Linked DNA regions of Triticum aestivum: region 2 is linked to region 1. The links are chromatin contacts, called in public HiCAR-type maps. All regions are on one chromosome and are shown on one strand. Each heading gives the region's core, a stretch centred on a gene start, on an enhancer-like site or on the middle of the called end of the contact. The rest is flanking DNA. Distances are from core to core; before and after follow the strand shown.

The links. HiCAR-type assays count read pairs that join an accessible place to other places.
Region 2: a contact with region 1 is called in a HiCAR-type map of leaf, with 8 times the contacts expected there. The contact joins the promoter of LOC123104916 here to the promoter of LOC123104913 in region 1. A contact is called at or near these places in 1 of 5 Hi-C or Micro-C datasets (leaf) and 1 of 1 datasets of contacts at active chromatin or transcription factors (leaf).

Annotation. Positions count from the first base shown.
Region 1 is chr5A:575,028,416-575,031,258 of IWGSC CS RefSeq v2.1, forward strand. It overlaps LOC123104913 (mediator of RNA polymerase II transcription subunit 19a), which reads right to left and starts at 1,399. Exons shown (of 7, transcript XM_044526851.1): 1 at 1,169-1,399; 2 at 249-313. The coding sequence starts at 294.
Region 2 is chr5A:575,511,194-575,514,036 of IWGSC CS RefSeq v2.1, forward strand. It overlaps LOC123104916 (BTB/POZ domain-containing protein At1g30440), which reads left to right and starts at 1,365. Exons shown (of 4, transcript XM_044526854.1): 1 at 1,365-1,943. The coding sequence starts at 1,864.

The sequences.
Region 1 (2,843 bases), core at 149-2,648:
GACGCAAATAAGTAAACTCATGGTCATGTACGAGAAGCAAACAAGCTTCATGCCTTACTAACAACTCAAAACCAGAATAGGTCAATCTGTTTATTTTATTCTTAAATATGTATCGCTCAATTTGTATAAACACTCCTTGGTTTTTTAAACTGTACAGCGTGCTATACCATAAGATTGGTACGAATATGGTGTTACCCATTTTCGTGAACAATGAAGAAGAATTAAAATAGTACCAAAAAGGACATTACCTTTTCCAAATTTACCATCCGAAGCCATCTGATTAGAGCCTGACATTTGCAAAATGCATGTCCACCTAAGATTTGATTTAAGAAAACAAATACACATAAGCAATCAAGCAAAAGAAGCAAAGTTAGTTGGATACATTTTAAATCATAGCTCAAGAAGGTGCGCCTAACGCCTAGCGGTTAATTGTGCTTAATCTGTGCATAAATGAGCGCTTTGCTCAGAAAAGCGCAAGGGGGCGGCGAAACGCACAATTAACGCCTAGCAATTTTTTGAACTATGTTCTAAATAACGTACTAGATAGACTTAACTAACACCAACACTAAAAATAGAAATTGCATCTGCTAGTTAGGGCCTGCTGCTAGTGTTAGAATATTTTCCACTTCTGTGTATGGTAAGTTGGTAAATGTACATGATATAGAGGTGAATATTGGAGAAAACGATAGGTGAATATTCGTGGTGTCAAAATCTGTTATACCAAACACTTTATCCTGCACTGCGAAATTCGCTAGACAATTCACCCATTGACCCGCTATATGCGAAGATCGGTTACATTCATAAACAAGATTTGGATCCTGCATAGGCTAATGCGAAAGCGTAATAATATGCAATCTGTACCGCTATCTACCAGCAAGGGCCGATTAGTTGCTAATCCGGGCGACAGTAAAATGGATTTTGTTAGCACCAACAATTTCTTCCCCGAACGTTTATGGAGCGACGGCACAGAGTCCTTAATAATTATTAAATGAGCTTTGGCAGGCAGACACGGAGGTAAACAGAGTATCTTCAAGCTAGAGGGCATGAAACTTGTGTGGTCAAGGCCGCCATGGGCGGATCTAGATGGTGCGCCGGGGGCGCGCCGCCGCTCCCAAGATTTGTGATTAGCTTGGCTCTAAGCAACCACCGGATGGCTAAAAGCTCGTACCTCAAAACCCGTCGACTGCGGACGGAGTGGATACGGCGGGGACGGCGATGGGGGCGGCGCGCGTGAGAGGCGGGAGGGTTGGGAGCGGGTGGGGGGCGTCGGACGGTGATGCTATCAGCTACGGCACGGCGACGGCTCGAGGGACTAGGGTCTCAGATTGGAGCTGAGGTCAGAGCATGTGAGATAAGTCAGAAGAGGAAGGAAACTATGAGAGGACTGATAGGAAAATTCTATTAGTACTACTCTCTCTCTCTTTTGACGTAATAATCCACCTAAAAGTATTTAATTCTGCCTGCGGAGCAGATGGTGCGCAACTTCTTTCGAAAAGCTTACACGTGGTCTCAAAAGTTTAAAATTCATACAACCTACTAACTTTGTACTAAATCGCGTTTGTTTTGAAACGGAGGGAGTATTAGAGTAACAAATGTGTATTGCCGCGAAAACACAAAAATAATCCAATTATATTGGCTTAACCAATGCGTGCGCAGCGCTGCAAGGAAGAAACTCAATCAAGCAACCAACACTCATTTACGTAACTGAAGTAGTGATGAAAGCGGGTTTTTTCTTCAGAGAAGTGATGAAAGCACCTTTTGCAAGATGTGATTTTTTTTTCTTTCTAAAATTGGAGGGGTCTCATGAGTTCTAGATGGATGAGGAAGATATGACGGGAGAGTGAACACACCCCGCCACCAACTCTAGTTTATACGATAGTGGAAATTATGCTCTTGCTATAAATAGATAACTTTATTTAAGTGAAAATGACAACCATGATACAAAAACTTGGCACGACGTAGCAGTTTAGTCGGACCCGTCGACTTTCAAATCACACGATTTTGCCTTGTATAGACTACAAATAGATCTCTTATTTTTGCCGATATAGATGCGTGAGTATTAAGTGGCTATCTGGAATGCATTTAAACTTTGGCGCGTATTTCACTCGCTCGCCATGGCATAAATATGCATTGCTTGATTTGTTCCAGGTCATTTGTATATTAATTGGCTCGTTGTTTTTTGTGGTGTGGGCAGGAAAAAAATGATAGACACCCACAGGCGTAAAAATGGTGCAAGCGTGGCCCAAAATAATAATGGCAAAGGGGTTTCTCTTTCGATCTCCATAGTGCTCTACAAGTTGGGTGTCTTTTTTTTGGGTAGAAGGAAGGATTCAATGGGAGGGCAAAGGATAGTTATGTTTTAGGTTAGCTCTTGTTTTTTACAGACTTTCTTTTCGGTGTAATTTAATAAAGAAGTACTCCCTCCGTCCGTGAATAAGTGTACATCTAGGATTTGCCTTAAGTCAAAATTTTGAAACTTTGATCAACTTTATAGAAAAAAATAGCAGCATTTATGACACTAAATTAGTATCACTAGATTTGCTTTGAAATGTATTTTCATAATATACCAATCTGATGTCATATATACTACTACTCTTTTCTAAAAAGTTGATTAAAATTATAAAATTTTGACTTAGGACAAATGGTAGAAGTACACTTATTCACGGACGGAGGGAGTAGCCCTTAGCGATGTCGCGGGGCCCACAATCGATTGGTTGTTCTTTGCGAAGATTACTCCTTCTATGGTTTACTCATGTGAGTTTATCATGGGCAAATCTGACATGGATAGGCTTTGAGGTGCTAAAAGATCCTCACTCTTAGAAAACATCAACAACGGCCTGAGC
Region 2 (2,843 bases), core at 115-2,614, 480 kb after region 1:
TCCTATCACATCAAGGTGGTTTGGGTTTCCTGCAGACTCGGAGTACGTGCTAGTAGTACCGACTGCGTAAGGTTAAAGACATGCGCCACCGATCGAGAAGAGCATTTGCCGGTAGCCCAAGCTTCCATTTTTTTTCTGAAAACAAAATAGTACTACTAGTAGTATGAGATATACGACGATTTGATTTGCGCCTTCAAAGATTCTTTCTTATAAAAAGGATTTGCACCCGCTGATTTCATGTGGTGGGTTGAGGATACCACTGTCCCCCTAACCAACTCAACCCTGGTGCGTCGTATATCCTTGCATGGCACAGTATGGGCTTCACTAATCAGGCCCTCTTTGATTTGCAGGATTTTAGAACGTAAGGATAGGAAAAATACAGGATTTAAGTGTCACGTCCACTTGAATCTTATAGAATTAGTATAGAGTGTTTGATGCCATAGAAAAAACAAAAGAATTATGAAAAGAGGTTGAAGTAGATGCATGATTTTCAATGAACTGCAGCACACTTGATTCCAAAAGAAAAAACCTTGTGAATCAAACGACCAACATAGATAAAAACCCTAAGGACGTATTTTCAAGTACTACAAGTCTGCAACCCTAGAAGTAGAGGACCACCGTACCTAAATTTGAAAATGCTACGGACGTCCGGAAATATAGTCGGTATTGAGGTCAAGAGGACAAAGCGGTGGCTGAAATGCATGCATAAACAAACGTTGCCCGGCTGTACTCTCTCCTTCAGAGAATCTGTGTACACGCAGCCCAAGATTTCCAGACCCTTTAATGCCCTCCTCATCAGTAAATATTAACTCCCGCGCCAACAACCCACGCAGCACACTGGCAGGCAGGAACCAACGCACAACCCCCGCTCCTCCCATACGCACCTTGCTTCTTCTTTTTTCCCTAAAAAGAAAAAGAAAAGAAACACCTTCTTTTTCTGGAATAAATATACTAAAAAAACGCCTTCCAACACATTACTAGTCGTAGCTTTGCGATATTTGCGCCTCACACAGGTATAGATTCCTACTCTACTAATTTATTTCCCACTATTTGCGCCTCAATGGATGGGAACCAGCCGTGCGATTCCGCAGGCCGCAATATCTCCCTTGTCGACCAAATAATTGATTGACCTGCTGCCTTGTCGTCTGGCCGCTCCCTCCGTTTGACGCCTACTACCAATTGACCCGATTCCTTTTCTAATTTCTTTCTCCTTGCAACAAAACAAAACAATTGTCGAGTTGGCAATGAACCGCTCTTTTACACCCAGTCATGGCGCTGTCCCCGTGACCACGAGCCCTAAAGAAGTAGAGAAAAACACACAGCGCCAACTGCTTCCCCTCTCCATCTCCATCTCCATCTCCACCTCCCCCCCTAATCAAACTCCCCGAGACCTTCTTAATCACCCACAAAAGCAGTTAAGCAGAGAGAGAGGGAGGGTGAAGACACAATAGAAACTGCCGTCTTCAAGCCTCCTCCCTGCCCCAACCCAACTACTCGCACTCCTGCTCTCTCTCCCAACCCCCATTGTGCGCCGGCGCCCACCATTAACTGCTTCGATTGAATCGGTGCTCCTCTTCCTGCAACCCCCGCTTGCGCTTGGTTTATTGGAGGAGGAGTGGTTGGATCAGCAGCAGGCCCGTCGCCAAAGGGGTCTCCACCTCCAACCATATCATGTATCGCTGACCCTGCCCTGCCCTGTCTTTCTTTCGCGGGGAGCTGGTTCCGGCGGCAGCTGGGAGAGAGCGAGAGAGAAAGGGGCAGACCAGGCCATGGCCTGAGCTTCCGAGTGCTGGTTGAGGGTTCTTCTTCTGCGCCCGAGTCTTACTCGCGCAGCCTTCTTTGGGGGAGGCCGCGTCGACCAGGATGGCCGCGTCGGCGTCGGCGTCGGCGTCGGTGAAGCTGGGATCAAAGCCTGATGCCTTCAGAAGGCAGGGACAGGCGTGGTAAATTTCTCGCCTCATTACTCTCTTCTTCCCTGTTCGCCCTATGTTCTCCGCGTTAATTCAGCCTTGATTTCTGCGGTCTACTTGCTCGCTCTCCCTTGCCAGGATAGACAATTGGGCCTTGTTGTCTTGTTCCTGCCCTTCTTTTGCTGCTACCTGAAACCTCAAGAATTTAGGGGAGAAAATAGGACAAGAGTGGCTGGTTGGCGTTCTTGGGGGTTTCTGCTCAAATTGGTGCCAATTTGGTGGAGCTCTGTCTGGAGGTGCCATAATTCACAAGTCTTTAACTTGTTTGGCTGGACTGCACGGCTTCGCTCTACACCGCTCTCCCTGAGCTCTGTCTCGAGTTTTGTTTTCTTTGTATATATACAGGCCACTGCCACTGATTCCATGTTCACATGCGTATTTTCAATTGCAAAACGATGAGATTCGAATAGCAGACTTGGTTTACTTGCTCCTGCTTGCTTGTCATTTGTGATTGAGAGAGAAAATTCAGGGTTGAAAACATTACTTTCAAATGCTATGCTAGTTGCCAAGAAAATGTGTTCAAAACAAGGCGTTAGCTGGAATTTGAAATTTCGTTTTGTCACCGACACACTTGTTGATTAAGAATATTTCCCACGAAATAAGGAGAAGACTTGCGGTATTGCCTGCCTTGGTGCCCCATTGCACATGCTAGATACAGTTCCACCATTCAAGTATGGTGGGGTGTTATTCACTCATTGTACCCACTAATATGCACAGTTGATCGCAGTTGACCGCTTCTGCAATCAGTTTGTGGTGGCCGGTGGGGGTCGCCTGCGGTTTTTCATGGATCCACATCACATTGGTTGGCAGCGGGATGCCATCGTTCCTCATTTCATTTATACAAGACAATGCAGCCAACTTGTAATTATTTAC